Regions from separate parts of the Sus scrofa genome. Here region 2 is linked to region 1. The links are chromatin contacts, called in public Hi-C maps. All regions are on one chromosome and are shown on one strand. The core of a region is the stretch at or near the end of the contact, and the rest is flanking DNA. Distances in the headings are between cores, read along the strand shown.

Evidence for each region. Hi-C and Micro-C count contacts between places; a contact is called where the count stands out from the background.
Region 2: a Hi-C map of liver shows a contact between it and region 1, with 5 times the contacts expected there. The contact joins the promoter of RALGPS2 here to the enhancer-like site in region 1. A contact is called at or near these places in 2 of 5 promoter capture datasets (fetal liver and fetal skeletal muscle), 3 of 47 Hi-C or Micro-C datasets (embryonic fibroblasts, liver and skeletal muscle) and 1 of 2 datasets of contacts at active chromatin or transcription factors (skeletal muscle).

The regions. Positions count from the first base shown.
Region 1 is chr9:120,415,838-120,420,848 of Sscrofa11.1, reverse strand. The region is part of intron 2 of LOC110255517 (a long non-coding RNA gene); the gene reads right to left. Among named protein-coding and RNA genes, the nearest start is that of CLEC20A, 65 kb to the right of the region's middle. Within about 2 kb of position 3,023, at least 3 of the 83 cell types and tissues checked have an H3K27ac peak or open chromatin away from gene starts, as enhancers often do. A contact at or near this core is called in fetal liver and liver, where this site is marked.
Region 2 is chr9:120,559,802-120,564,812 of Sscrofa11.1, reverse strand. It overlaps RALGPS2 (ras-specific guanine nucleotide-releasing factor RalGPS2), which reads right to left and starts at 2,435. Exons shown (of 20, transcript XM_021063727.1): 1 at 2,231-2,435.

The sequences.
Region 1 (5,011 bases), core at 1,774-4,273:
CTGGCATGTGGGCAAAGCAATTCCCTCCATAACAGCCCCATGAAGGCCAGAATGGTCCATTAACTACATTATTCATGCAGTGTACATCACATTGGGTCCTGAGTTGACCATGACTGACTAGGTGTCAACATTGTGTTTCATCTTGTCTCATAAGTAGGCGTTGATAGGAGTTCCTGTTGTGGCACAGTAGAAATGAATCCGATTAGGAACCATGAGGTTGCGGGTTCAATCCCTGGCCTTGCTCAGCCAGTTAAGGATCCGGCATTGCCATGAGCTGTGGTGTAGCTCACAGACGCAGCTCAGATCTAGCGTTGCTGTGGCTCTGGCGTAGGCTGGTGGCTACAGCTCTGATTCAACCCCTAGCCTGGGAATCTCCATATGCCGTGGGTATGGCCCTAATAAGACAAAAAGACCAAAAGAAAAAAAAAAAAAGGTGCAGACATTGATATAATTCTCAGCATATTGAAAAAAGGGTGGGCTGAAGAATGAAATGGAATAGTGTGAATACTAGCAGAAATTTGGTGGAAAATTTGAATCTTTCCAACACTTTACACAGTTGTTTAACAGTGAAGAAGCTTCTGAAGAACAATACATGAGACATAGAAAAACAAATACTGTATGACATTACTTATATGTGGAATCTAAAAAAAATACAACAGCCAGTTCTCATCTGGCTCAGCAGAAAGGAACCTGACTAGTATCCATGAGAACACAGGTTCGAGCCCTGGCCTTGCTCAGCGGGTTAAGAATTCGGCATTGCCGTGTAGGTTATAGACGTGGCTCAGATCCTGCACTGCTGTGGCTGTGGCATAGACCAGCAGCTGTAGCTCTGATTCAACCCCTAGCCTGGGAACCTCCACAGGCCATGGGTGTGGCCCAAAAAAGACAAACAACAACAACAACAACAACAAAACCCAACAAACCAATGAATATAACAAAAAAGAAGCAGACCCACAGATACAGAGAACAAGCTAGTGGTTGCCAGTGGGGAGGGGCAATATAGCAGTAGGGGAGAAAGAGGTACAAACTGCCTTGTATAAAATAAATAAGCTACACGGATATACCATATAACATGGGAAATATAGCCAAATTCTACATTACCTTTAAATGGAGTATACATTTAAAATTTAAATCATTGTATTATACACCTGTCTTAAATAATATCGTCAGTAAACATAATTCAATTTTAAAAAGTAAAATAATAATAATAATAATAATGTAGTAGAAAAAAACAATACATGAAAGATACATACATGAGTTTACAATTAAAAGTTGATATACCAAAACAGATGTAGGAGTTCCTGCAGTGGCACAGTGGGTTAAGAATCTGATTGCAGCAGCTCAGGTTGATGCAGAGGCACAGGTTCAATCCCCAACCTGGTGCAGTGCGTTAAAGGATCTGGTGTTGCCGCAGCTGTGGCTCAGATTCAGTCCCTGGCCTGGGAACTTCCATATGCCATTGGTGTAATCATTTAAAAAATAAAAATAAAATAAAAATAGATTTAAAAAAACTAAATTACCACAATGAAATTTTACTACATACCTATTAGAATGACAAAAATCAGAAGTAGTGATAACATCAAATGCTGGCAAGGATGTACAGAAACAGAATCACTCATTTACTGCTGGTGGAGAACATTTTGGTAGTTTCTCATAAAACTAACCATGCAATTACTACATGATCCAGTAAATGCACTCTTGGACAATTATCCCAGAGGATAGAAACTTATGTTTTATTTTTACACAAAAACCTGTTTATGAACATTCATAGCACCTTTATTCATAACAGCCCCAAACTGATAACAACCAGAGGTCCTTCAGCGGGGAAATGGTGAAACTAACTATGGTACATCCTACCTTAGAATAAAACCCAGCATAAAAAGGAACAACTTTTTGACACATGCAAAAACTTGGATGGCTATCAAGGGAACTGGGCTGAATTTTAAAAAATCAATCCCCAAAGGTTACATAGGCTACAGCTTCATTTATATAACATTCTGGAAACAACAAAAATATAGCAATAGAGAACAGGTTGCCATGGGTGGGCTGGTGGGGGAGGAGCAAGAGGGAGATAGGTGGGGTTATTCAAAGGCAACACAAGAGATAGTGAGTGATACACAAACCTTCACACGTGATAAAATAGCATAGAAACACACACACACACACACACACACACACGACAAAGGAAATATAAATAAGATCTGGGAATTAGACCAACGTCAATAGCCTGACTCTGATATTGTACCAAGTTTTGCAAGATGCCACCACTGGGAAACTGGGTAAAGAGCTCGTGATAGCTCTCTGTGTTATTTCTTACCATTGCATGTGAATCTATAACTACTCAAAATAAAGTGTTCAATTAAATTTTAAATATTAAATGTAATCTGGTATTTTCATACCAGCTACTTTAACCTTGGTGTAGGGAGAAAGAGTTCAGGTGTGAAGCCACAGAAAGAACAGTGTGGGAGCCTGGAAAAAGGTGAAAGCAGAGGACAAAAGCAAAGGCTGGAGTTATTTCTGCACGTGTGTGTGTGTGTGTGTGAAGGGAAGGTATGACCAGGGGTTATTTTGGGGTGCCAGGACAGGGTGGGGAGGGATCTCTTAGCAGTGGATATGCCCTGTGTGCTAGTAAGGAGGCTTCTAGATGCAAAGAAGGCAAACAGATGGCAGCTCCTTATGGAGCCCAAATTCCAACCATGAGGTTTTTTTAAGTTCAATAACTCAAACAGACACCATTAGATAGAGTTAGAATCACTCCAGCGCTGGAACCCAATCTTTGTGTGTGTAATGGCTCCAAACCGTAGAGAACAGTGGATTATCTTCAGGTGGCTATGAATGGGGCTGTTTTAGTCACCACAACTTCAACTGTGCTTCTGTTGGTTATCAAACTGCAATGGCCTTCATCCCCTTAGACCTTGGGTGGGCTCCGTGGACCCTGAAGACTGGGTTTCCTCTGGGCCTCACCCCATCCCAGAGCCAGATGGGCACAGAAGGGACAAACAACAGCACACTGACTGGTTGGAGCAGGGCTAGGAGTCCAAGAGGTTAGTGAGGAAAAACAAAACAACTTTAGGACTTTAGGTTCTGTTCAAGGCTGCAACCTTCAATACTGATTTCTTAATAGCAATGCACGGCCTCTACCTTACTGGTCCCTTAACCCCACTTTGGAAAGCAAGTTCTACTGCATGTGTTTCCTAATAGCTCTAGTTCTGATTATCTGTCATCTTGGTTCATTCGCTGTCCTTCCAGCACTCACTGTGGTCCTGTATTTCAAAGGCACTTGATGCCCTTTATTTAGATGTCTTAATGAACCTCTAACCAGGCATTTCAGCTTGAACAATGAGATCTATTTTGTTCCCTTTCCAGATGGCCCACCAGAGTAAAATAGATGGCTTGGGGTAAATATGGAAAAAAGATGAGTTTTGGGGCCAGATATATCTGTGCTTGCCAACTCTGTGATTTCATCAAGCTTGTCTCTGAATCTGCATGGCAAAAGGGTTAAAAGAACAGGCTTTAGGATCGGATCACTTGATTTGAATCCCAGGACCACCGCACACAGCCGGGGTGTCCTTGGATCAATTAGTGAATGTCTTTAAACCTCTGTTTTTTCACCTGTCAAAGAGTTATCTTCACAGCTAATCATCCTCCTTCCTTACTAATAAACCCTTAGTTTTCAGCTGTGCACATGGCCTTCTAAATCAAGACCCTATCTTTTCAGCCTCCTCTGAGCTGGGTGTGGCCATGTGGCCATGTGACCATGTTCTGAAACACCATGTGCCGTTTCTGGGAAGTGTACTTAAAGGAAGGGTGTATGCTCGTCTTCACCTCTTCCTTCATCTTGTTTCCTGGAAGGCAGGAGCTAAGCAGTTATCTCAGACTCTTAACATGAGGGCCACACTCTAGGGCTGGCAGAGCTGAAAGCGAAAAGAAGCCGCTGTCTCTGAACAGTTCCAACTTTTACTTTTTTTTTTTTTTTTTTTTTTTGTCTTTTTGTCTTTTCTGGGGCTGCTCCCGAGGCATATGGAGGTTCCCAGGCTAGGGGTCTAATCAGAGCTCAGCAAGGTCAGGGATCGAATCCGCAACCTCACGGTTCCTAGTCGCATTCATTAACCGCTGAGCCACGATGGGAACTCCAGTTCCAACTTACTTTTAACTTAATGTGAGACAATACAACGTGTGTATTTAAGCCACTGTTACTTGGGGTCTTTGGTCACATGTAGACAGACCTAATCCTAACTGCTATAATAAGGATCAAAAGAGCTACCAAGGGGCATGAGTCAAAGGAACCTTCAAAAACTCCTCCATGAAAGCAACGTGGTCAGAATCGACATTTTTTCAAAACTCTGAAAATTAACAAAAGGCTTTTTGGTGAGCCTGTTTACTCAATCTACAGGTATTCATTCAAGAAAAACCACTGGATCTCCGTAAGAATAGCAAACTTTGTGGCATTTTAACACCATCTCTCCCCAGCTCCGCGGTGGCCTTGAAAATCAAAAGCTTCCAATCATGGTGAAAACTAGAAACATGCCAACCCCCCTGGAAGGGGCAAAACAGGATTGACGTGCCTTTAAAACCTCATTCCAAGAGAACTGTCATTATTTGACTTCTCTGGTGATTTTCTCAAAGACCGCCCTGGCAAGCGTATCTTTATTTGACCTACCTTGGAACTCAGTGTGAAAAGCCTTTTACCTTAGTATGTTTGTTAACAATTAGAGGCAATTTTTAAACTTTACAGCTGCCTAAAGTGGTGGGTAACAGTTGCACAAATAATCTACCCAAAAAGCTTAAAAGGAAAAACTGTAAAATGAAATGTTTATAAAGCTTTGAAAAACCCTGACACATTATTGGTAATCCACAAGGTGATATGTATATGTAGGGCTGTGGGCATGTTCAGGAAAGACCTGAGAGGGTCACCTCTGGCTGACCTTGAGGCTCTGAAAAAGGAAGAAGTAAAGGCTAAGACAGAGCTGTCAACTACCTGGCTTTGTGTTGAAGGCAATTCAACACTCAC
Region 2 (5,011 bases), core at 1,186-3,685, 140 kb before region 1:
TGGTACTGAGTAGGAACTCAATACACGTATGTAGCATGAATGAATGAATGAACAAATGAGCTGGGCAAAAGCTGGATAAAAGCTTAAGTGTTTTAAGTTGCAAGAGAGCAATTTCACCTATACAGATATTCATCATTCACTACAAGTAACTACTGTCTCAACTATAACGACCTAATAATGAAAAAGACATGTACTGGGTATATAAACACACACAAATACATCACTCACCATATATAAGAAAAGTACACAAGGTAAAAAATCCATAAAGTCAGTTTTATAGTAGTTCTATTTTCTCTCAGGAGATTTTGGTCTGTTCTTCCTGATAATCAAAATATGTATCAGAAACACAGGTTGCAATCTTGATAAAACAAGTATTATCTTTGAAGTTCTGTTGTAATCTACAAGTATTTGAGCAAAATGAACAATAGTTCCAGAGTTCCACCCTGAGGAGTCAGAAAGGTCAAATTCCTTAATTAAACAAAAGGTGGAATAAATTACACTGATTTTTAAAGAGAAAAACTAAGTTCAAAATAAGTTAATTACAATTATCTGCTTGAAAAGGCATCGTATGTTCTTACATTTGATTTTTTAAGCGAATGAGTATTTTCAAAATCTCTGAAGCTAGATGATAAAACTTATGTCCACAAAACTCGAGTCAGAGGTTCTCTTTATTACAATAATACTGTCTGGATAAGTTCCTTTATAATTCTAAAGTCTACAGTAAGTTATGCAGCAGTTACAGTACCACACTTCATGATTCTACTGCACTTGTATAAGCACAGTTATCTGGATGGAACAGGCTTTTACGGCTATGATCTTTGGCTGCAGAACTAGACTGCACGGATCGAAAAGTTTCCTAAAATCCTGACGGTCATCTTCAAAGAGATCTGAACAGAATCAATTTGACGGTGAATACAAAAAACACCAAAATCAACTCATAAACACTGGTAGGAAAACAAAACTCTCTATAGCAACTAGAGTGTTGACATTTTAAAGTCCAGGGCACGTAAATGAGAGAGCTCCATTTAACTGCCGCCTGTCTTTCCTCCTTTGTGGGCTTCAACGCTGAGTATTAGATATTTCTTTTGAGGGCTTTCTTAAACAGAAATTTAGTGTTTCAATGGCCCCTCCTCCACAGCTAACCTCAGAGCCCTTTCTTCTTCCTCCTCCCTCACCCCTCCCAGTTAAAACAAATTAACATTTGTACTAAGGTACCTCCTATCAGCTCGCAGCTTCTTCCCAAACACGCCCACGTACACTGAAACTGGCCTGCGTCTACACAACACACAGCTACAGGAAAAGAGCTTTGAGGGGGGCAGGTGGGGGCATAATTTAGCTCTGCACAGGTTTACGGCTCTTTTCCAGCTACAGATATCCGCTCCTCACTCCTGGATCGGGTTTCTCCCAAATCACCTCCAAAGCATGGTGTTTATGAGCCTACTGAATCCGATACTGCAATGGAATTCCGGATATCTGCAGACAGATATCCCGGCTTTGCAAGTGTCTGGTCGGATCGTGGGCAATCTCTCCTTTTTTCAGAACGCCCGCTCCTAGCGGTACAGCTCCGACCTCGGGCAGCGCCCCGGGCCACCGCAGGACTGGCCCTTTCGAGTCCTAGGCAGGCAGGCCATTCGCGCAGCGGGCCGCCCCGCAACAGGTCACCCTGACCGCGAGAGTGCGGGTCCGCAGATAGCCAGCTGGGCAGTCCGGCTTCGGGGCGCAGCTGCCAGGGCCGGGGAGGGGGTGTGGCCCGGCTCGGCCGGTCCCCGCTCCCGCTCACCTGAACGGAGGCAGAGGCGCCTCCCGGAGCCAGGGCAGCGCTAGCGGAGGCCGGGGGCTTCCGCCACCCGGGAGAAAAAGAGGCGAGGCGGGCTCCGGGGGTCGCCATGCCCGGGGCCCCAGGACAGAGACCTGGAGCGGAGACCCCATGGCCGCCTCCTGACGCCGAGAGCGAGCCGCCAAGGGAGACGCGGCCCTGGTTCCCAGACCCCGGGCCCCCTCCTCCCTGAGCCCGAGCTCCGCAGCCCCCTCCCCGCGCCGAGGGCGAACAGCGCTGGAGCCCGCGGCCGGGAGATCAACACACCGCAGCGCCCGGGCCGCCGCCATTCCCCGCGCCGCCGCCGCCGCTGCTGCGGCTCAGCGCCGCCCGGGGGGCGCAGCGCACCCACCTTCCCAACCCCCCGCACCGCCCTACAAGGCTCCGCACCAGGCCCGCGGCCAGAGCACCGACCTGTGCAGCCGGGGCAGACGCCTCGGACGATGGAAAGACGGCGCCGGCCTCCCGCTCCGCCGCTTTGCCGCCGCCGCCGCCTAGGCTAGCGCTCAGCAACCCGAGCAGTCGGCGTCTCTCATTCAGCGCCCGCAGCCGCCGCGGCCGCTCGGGGGAGGGGAGTGAGCTGGATCCACCCCGTCCGCGCCGAGGGTGGGGGAGGAGAGCGGACCGGGCGGGGGCGTGCGCCGAGAGGGCGGGGCGGAGCCGCGCTCGCGCACCAACCGGGCGCGCTCGCGCGGGCCCCGAACGCAGCGGCCGGCGGGGTCTTCCCCGCGCGCGCCCCCGCCAGCGGCGCTTCTGCCGGGCCGAGCCCAACTGCCGCCGGGGGCCGGCGGCCGCGGCGCGCGCCTACAGCCGCAGTCCCTCCGCCCTGCGCGCGTGGGAGGGAGGGGCCGCTCCCGGCCAAACGAGGGGGCGGGGAAGGGTGGGAAGACCGACAGGTGGGGGCCCCCGCCGCAGCCCCGCCACCCGCGCCTCCACGGTGAAATCCGCTGTGGTGTCCGTCGCTTCAGCGCCACCACCTCACCTTTAAGGCCAGAGAACAAAGTCTGCAAACACTCGGTCCCTAGATCGAATATCCTGCCCGCGTCAGCGGTGTTTTTAGAAGTCGCTGCGCGCAAGTGAGGGGGTTCCAAAGGTGAAGACCCCACTGCCGTCACAAATTAGGGTGATCAATACTTTGACACAGTAAGATTCGAGAGGTGTTAGAAATAGGCCTTTGAGTGATGCCCTTGGCTTAAGAGCAAATGGCAGAAATTTGGCATCCCTTGGGTCTCAGATTGATGAGTTCCAGGTGAGCAGAATTTTCTCGTTCGGTGCAAGAACAAGATTCTGAAATTTTAACGCTTTCCTGTGAATGAAAAAGGGATGAATTTGGTTAAACAGTGGAAGGGTGTTGTTTCGGAGGATGCACTATTTGGGGTGGCCTACTTAAAATTAGCACCATTTGATGCAGTGTGACTATAAATGGAAGGTTTTAAGTGAGCCACCTTTGTACACGCTATCATTAGACCATTTGAAAATGGATGATTATTTGATGATCTGCAGCTCTTTCTCCAGGCAATGGGCAGTAGAATGTGGAAGGAATACTGTGTACCAGCATGGGGCATAAAACATGAAAGGGCTAAAATTGTTCCCATTTCGTTTCTTTCCTCTCTTTAATAACCACCAAACAGAACTGATTAATCCTGTGTCTTGAAGAATGCTGATTATTTCCTCCTTTGCCTTGTGTCACAGCTCTTTAGTTAGGGAAGCTAGAATGCCCTTCAACCCCTTTCTCTCAAATAGAGTTAGTTCTTTAAAGCCCCTCACCTTCCCCACCTTACACCTGAAGGTAAGTTAAAAAACAGAAACAAAGAGGGGTAAAGTTCATTGTTTTTCATTTTAATTTCATTTACTTTCAAAGGAAGTCTTGAATCGTGCTGAAATCACTGGGAGAAGTAGAGAAACCAAAAGAAGAAGAAGAAAAAAACTTTTAAATGAGAAAAGACCCCAAATAAAGGGGTGTGGTTGGGTGGGGCAGACTATTGGTGAAAAAGGAAAAGGGGGAAATGAGTAATGTATATAGGAAGTTTTCCCATAGATGTTGATTGCTTCAAGTCCCAAAGAAACAACAGGCGAACAGAATTAGCACTTGGAGGGAAAATCCTTCCAGCTGGGTAACTCAGGTTGAGTAAAAGTTTAATCTTTTTAAAGTGTAAGAAATTTAGGAAAAAGTGGTTGGCTGTGTGCCCACAGGAATACATACAACAATTATATATATGTTATAAATATATACATATACATACATACATATCCCAATATCACTGCTTTTAAAAACTAGGAAAACTGAGGAACAACAGGGAATTCTGTCTTGTATAAATGTCTTAACAATGACTTTAAACTTGAATTAGGGTTTCGTAAAAACAAATAAGCCTGTGTTCCTACATCTGCCAATAATTTTCACAGTTTACTGTAAGAGCAATGAAGTTTTCATTTGGACTCTAAAAAGCCATGTGACTCATGAAGCTAGGCCATGGATATAGTAAACTCTTATATATACTAGATTTCTGAGTTTGGAATAATTACTCAGAATCTGTTTCTCATTGATAACCTATAAAATAATACTTTTATTAACCTTTAGAGTTGCATTAAGTTCGAATTTCAGAACTTGGTAGAATTTGTGTATAAAAACAGAGAAAAAAGTTCATTCTCAGTGTCTTTTTTTTTTTTTTTGGTTAGAGCTTGGGAATTATTTTAGAAAGCCAGGGTCCCTTTCTACTCATTGATATGTAAATGAAAACAATGACTTTTTACACCCAAAGAGGACTAGCAGCAAGTTTTCTTTACCAGAGCATCTTTTATCACGGTTAAATTTTGTAACTTGCTTTATGTATTCCATTTGCTTTTGCCAAATCGAGAAATATGCAAAACCTTCGTATAACAAAAAGTACTAATGTATAAAATAGAAATGCCATTATATAAAATACAAATCAATACGAATTCAATATGCTTAAAAGTAGTTTCAAAAGAATCACCATTATGTAACAGTTTTATTACTATCCATCAATATTATTTCCAAGAGCTAAGCCAAGGAACTAATTTAGATCTAGAACAAGCAGTTTCAAAGAGAGGAGACCACCACTGCAAAAATACAAATCAACAAACAACTCATCTTATTACAGTTGTCAAAATAAAATTGAACTGGCGTGGTAAGAAAGCTTATTATTTCAGTAACAACCTATTCTATTACTATCAACA